Linked DNA regions of Rattus norvegicus: region 2 is linked to region 1. Evidence: chromatin contacts called from public Hi-C data. All regions are on one chromosome and are shown on one strand. Each heading gives the region's core, a stretch centred on a gene start, on an enhancer-like site or on the middle of the called end of the contact. The rest is flanking DNA. Distances are from core to core; before and after follow the strand shown.

Region 1 (2,720 bases), core at 92-2,591:
ATAGTCGTGACCCACCATGTGATTGTTGGGAATTGAACTCAGGACCTCTGCAAGAGCCGTTAGTGCTCTTAACCGCTGAGCCATCTCTCCAGCCCATAGGTATGGCTTTCTTACCCAGGGGATGCAAATCAGTTCTGTAGCTAATTCAAAAGCTCTTCCCTGCATTCCACTACAAGGATAAATACTGCTTCCTTTCAAACCGTTCCGTTGCCTGAGCAATGGACTTGAGCAAGGTTTTCTACTAGTTTATGCAAATACTCACATAAAACTCCCACAACGGTGACTGGGAATGACTGAGCATCTCCCAGAAGAAGAGTTAAAACTCTGTCAACCTGAGCAGGTTGGGAAGGGATTTTCTTGAACCCCGCAGGTACAGATCTCAGTGGAAGGTGTAGGAATAATTGATTTGCATAACTCTCACTTGCTTGGTTTGGATTCAAACTTACTGATTCAAATATGCAGAAAAACCCGAGGCAGGGACTGAGTAGGTGTGAAAGACAGCCTAATGGCTCCGATCCGCATCAATTAGCATTTTAAAAAGTGTCAAGCTGCTGGAAGACCTTTTTTTAATTATTGCTGATCAGAGAGATTCTAGAGGGAGCAAGGAGCTCTCTGTGGGTGCAAATCCAGAGTCCCGTTCAGGAGAAAAATGTCCAAGAAAGAGGGGTATGTGTGTGTGTGTGTGTGTGTGTGTGTGTGTGTGTGTGTGTGTGTGTGTGTTGACTGTGAAGCTTCAGCCATTTGCAGGAAAACAGCCCTGACATCAGGTGACTTCAGAATCAGAATCACCAAAGCTCAATTCTCTCTGGAACATCTTAAATTTTCCATTCGAGGTAGAGCCTTGGCCTCAGGATACCTGCATTTTGTATGTGTGGGTAAGGCAGAGACAGTATCCAACACTGGGGTGGGGATACTGGTTCTGTTCTTCTGCTTGTCCCTTTGGTGTGTCTTTTGGCAGCCATGGAACCATGTCCACTAACTCGTTGTTAAATCACCCCACTCTACTGGAGACATGTCTCTTTAAGCAGCTGAAGTAGTAAGTGGGCAGGAGGCTGGTTACGGTGTGGAAATAAACAGAGGATTTAAGCAAAAAGAGGCAGAGACTAGGGCTCCAGCAAGGGTGCCAGGCTCAGCCACTAGCCCCTGGGTTGGCAGAGTCTCAGGCAGGGTGGGGGTGGGAAGCTTTGCAGAGGAAGAGCAATGGCTTCAGATGGGCTCTGGCTGGAGGCTGTTGGCAGTGAGAAAGCTGGAAGCAGGCAGATGAGAGGAGGGGACATGTTAAATGACTGGAGGCAGGTTGTGTTTCCCAGGGGAGGAGGGGCCCAGGTGGGGAAGCTTCTGTCACTGCCAAGTACTGACCCTTCACATCTGATTGCTGCAGAGGGTGGGGTTTGGCTGCCAGGACTGGTTGCTATGGATATAGTGGGTCAGAATTGAGTTGTTCTGTGCGGTATGTAGTCATTGTCCACTCGTGTACTCAGCCTCTCACCAGGGTTCCATTTGGTACAAGATCAGGCAGAGGAAACAACATATTTTTGGAGGGTGTGCTGCAATCTGGAGCACAAATGGTAACTGATTTAGAAATGCCTCCTGTTCCAACCAAATGGCACTTGGGGGAGCCCCAGTCTTTGACCACAATGCTGCCGGAGAGTGAAGCTGTCGCTAGATAGACTCTCCCTTGTCCCCACACCTCCACAGCCCTCTCCTGGACTCCATGATCCTCAGGCCTCTGGAGGGTCCAGATGGAGACCTGGTCGTCAACTAGCACATTGGATTTGATTCCTATGCCTAGAGACAGGAAAGGACAAGATGTCTGAATGATGGTCCAGGTATCAGGACCGGCAACCATGGGGTCTCCGGGTCTGGTCTGCTGACCTGGTAAAAAGGCCCCGGGTCCTAGGTGCACACACAGGAAACTGCACAAACACCCAGGCACAGAATGCATGATCCCTGGAAAACTGAGACACGAGGGTATCCTGCTGTCACCACAGATTCCCAAGTTGGAATAAGGACTCTCTGGAGCCCAGACTGCTCAGGGTAGCACCACGGTGTGAGCACAAGGTTCTCTGCCGGTGAAGAGCAGCACATCAGAGCCTGTAATAGAAGACACGTTTGCTAGAAAAAAGCAAAATACATTTTGCTTGTCGGGTGGCTATAGGCCAGTTGTAGTGTTTCTTCCCAGGTACAGAGCAGGACAATCTGGGTAGAGAACCTCTCGTAATGAAGGACTTGTTAGCTTGATTTAGACAAGGATAGGTTAGATGAGCTCTTTCCTGAAGGAGAAAAGGAGAAAAGAAAGGTTTATTCATTTTATATGTATGAGTGTTTTGCCTGCATGTATGTATGCGGTGCCCACAGAGGTCAGAAGAAAACATTGCATCCCCTAGAACTGGAGGTATGGATGGTTGTGAGCCACATTATATGCGCTAGAAAGAGAACCCCAGTCTTCTGAAAGAACAGGTGCTCTTAATTCCTGAGTCATTTCTCCAGTCCCAGATGATCCTCTGTGGTCAAGTTCCTAGCGCTCCTATCCCGTGCCTTTGTGTCTCTGTTTTGTGACAGACTTTTCCTGGGGATACACACACACACACACACACACACACACACACACACACACACACACCTACTCACCTAGGAGCTCATGACAGACTAAAGTATGGATACCATCAAAGTCCAGCTTGGTGAACCACGGAAGTTATTTATTGGTGTTACTTACAAGA
Region 2 (2,720 bases), core at 137-2,636, 77 kb after region 1:
CATAGTTACTCTGAGACTATCCTGGACTACGCGGTGTGACTCGACATCAAAAAGGAATGAAAAAAAAAAGCCATTTCATCAAGATGAAGTGATATTGCTTTTATGCTCGGGGCTCATCATGAGGATTAATGAGCTAGCGATCTAAATTATGTTAAGAAAAGCGCCTGGGCGGGGTGTGGCAGCGCACAGCTTCAGTCCCAGCATTGGGGAGGTAGAGACAGGAGAATCCCTGAGTTCAAGGCTAACCTGTTTGTAGTTACAGGTCAGCCAGGGATATACAGACACACAGAGAGACTCTGTCTTGAGGAAAAGAGAAAGAGAGAGAGAGAGAGAGAGAGAGAGAGAGAGAGAGAGAGAGAGAGAGAGAGAGAGAGATTGATTGATTCCTGGGTATAATGCTCAAATCATTTCCTATTTTATTTCAACAAGTAAAAGCCAGGGTCTGTGGTAAATAACTTGCTGTTCATCTTGAAAAAAATATCAGATGCTCTACTTTACAAAAATAATCACAAAGAATGTGTGTGTGTGCCTGGCATGGTGAATTTGTCTTTAATACCAGCATTCAGGAAGTTGAGGCAGGCAGATCTCCGTGAGTTGGAGGCCAGCCTGGTCTATATGGCCAGTTCCAGGACAGCCATAGTTATGTAGACAGACTGCCTCAAAGAATTAAATTTGTAACGTGCATTCGTTTAAAAATGTATGTGAAATAAATTACACCGGGGTTGGAGAGATGGCTCGGTTACTAATGACACTTGGTGGCTTGGAATTTAAGAGCACTGATTGAGCCTGGTGATAACACACACCTTTAATCCCAGAACTCCAGAGACAGACGAATCTCTCCGAGCTCAGGGCAGCCTGAAACTTGCTACACAGAGAACACAAAACACTGTCTCGGAAAACAAAAACAAAACAAAGAAACAAACACCCGTTGAGTGTTCTTGCAGAGGATCCCAACACCCACATGGCAGCTCACAACTATTTGTAATTCCAGTTCCAAGGGAACTGCACGCACTGCATCCAAGTGAGTCACACATGCATAAGCAGGCAAAACACTCATCCACATCAAACCAAACTAGAAAGTAAAACATCTGGATGATAGTTAATTGATTAACCTTGATTACCCGGAAAATCTTGACCTGATGGTTAGAAGAGGAAGGAAGTCAGTGTTGCCGGTGGAGCCCTGGGCTCCGGAGCCTGTCACCATTCCGGGTACAAGAACTTAGCTCTAGATGTTGTGGCGGGGGTGGGGACAGGGACGGGAATAAGACGACAAGACCCAGGTCATAAGCCAGAGATGATCTCGAACTCCAGACACAATACGGAGGAGACCGGAACTCCTGTGTCGCGAATGCGTGTTTCCGGAGGGAATTTGAGGGCAGAGGCCTAGGATGGTTACACTGAGAAAGCCGACTTCCGGCGTGGCGTTCAATCGCAGCGTTTGGGCGACTGTGCTCTGGAGCAATGCGGCAGAAGTATTATATTGAAGCGGCTGCTCGGGGTCTGGTGGGAAGCTGCCCTGGCCAGGCCCGCTACCTCCTGTAAGAGGGGCGGAAGATGGGCGGGCGGGCTGGCGGCCGCGGTGCTGCGGCCTCACGCCCTTTTCTCTTTTGCAGGTGGGCCTACAGTTCGACACACGGTAGGAGAACGCCGCCTGCGGAGGCTTCGGCCCTTGTCACCCCAGTGGTCCAAAAGAGAAGGGTGATCGATTTGACTCATTGAAAAAAAAAATGTCCTAAACTTCTCAGTTGCACGAAAACCCTAAATTCTTTAATATGTCTTAATCCTTAGCATTAGACACATTAACCAGTCTTTGTTTTTAAAAGTGTTCTGGTGCTTTGCCTGTTTGTTTGTCTGGGCACCAGGTGCGTGCCTGATGCCGCGGAAACCAGAAGAGGGGGACGAATCCCCTGGAACCGCACTTAAAGCCGTGGGTGCTTGGAATTAATCCTGAGTCTCTGCAAAGAGCAACAAATACTCCTTACCCCTAAGCCATCTCCCCTGCCCCTCGGTCAGCTTTTATTTTAAAATTTATTCTACGAAGTGCATAAATGTTGCCCTCATGTCTGCATCACTTGGGAGCCTGGTGACCAGAAGAGGGTGATGGAATCCCCTAGTTGTACAGACAACTGTGAGATGCTCAAACAGGGTCCTGGATATTGAACCTGGGTCCTCTGGAAGAGCAGCCAGCAATAACTGCTGAGTCATCTCTAGCCCACACGTATTTTTGTGTTTGTGTGCCCAAGCTAGTGGGTCTGGAGAGAATGTCTGGAGGGCAGAGAACAACTTTTGGGAATCGTTTGGGAAGTATTCTGGCTTCCTGTGGATGGAACTCAGGTTATCTAGCCTAGTAGAAGTGCCTTGACCCCCTGAACCAACTCAACAGCTCCACATTGGTCAGGGTTTCAGTAGTCCCTCCTGTTTCCAGGCATCTAGCTTTTACTCCTCAGTGTACTTGGTTGGTTTTCCTAATCTTCCAAGATCCAAACGTCGTGCTGTTCCAGAACTCGGTTCATAGATGACATTTTTTTCATTCAGCCTTGGGGCTGGACACAATATACGGAGACCTTCCTGTCCTCACCTCTCCTTTTTTAACAACTAGGTCTCACCTTAGTAAACAATGATCTTGTCTTTACCTTGGAGCTATTTCTTGATACCTTAACAACAACTCTCCTCCTTGGTTCACCTTGTACCAGCAAATCACAGTGGCTTTAAAATACCTC

What was found. Hi-C and Micro-C count contacts between places; a contact is called where the count stands out from the background.
Region 2: a Hi-C map of prefrontal cortex shows a contact between it and region 1, with 4 times the contacts expected there. The contact joins the promoter of C18h18orf21 here to the enhancer-like site in region 1. A contact is called at or near these places in 2 of 12 Hi-C or Micro-C datasets (frontal cortex and prefrontal cortex).

Annotation. Positions count from the first base shown.
Region 1 is chr18:15,975,625-15,978,344 of GRCr8, forward strand. No RefSeq gene overlaps it. Among named protein-coding and RNA genes, the nearest start is that of Mir187, 29 kb to the right of the region's middle. Within about 2 kb of position 1,342, at least 22 of the 93 cell types and tissues checked have an H3K27ac peak or open chromatin away from gene starts, as enhancers often do. A contact at or near this core is called in prefrontal cortex, where this site is marked.
Region 2 is chr18:16,052,714-16,055,433 of GRCr8, forward strand. C18h18orf21 (similar to human chromosome 18 open reading frame 21) reads left to right here and starts at 1,387. Exons shown (of 5, transcript NM_001024905.1): 1 at 1,387-1,538; 2 at 1,614-1,636. The coding sequence starts at 1,462.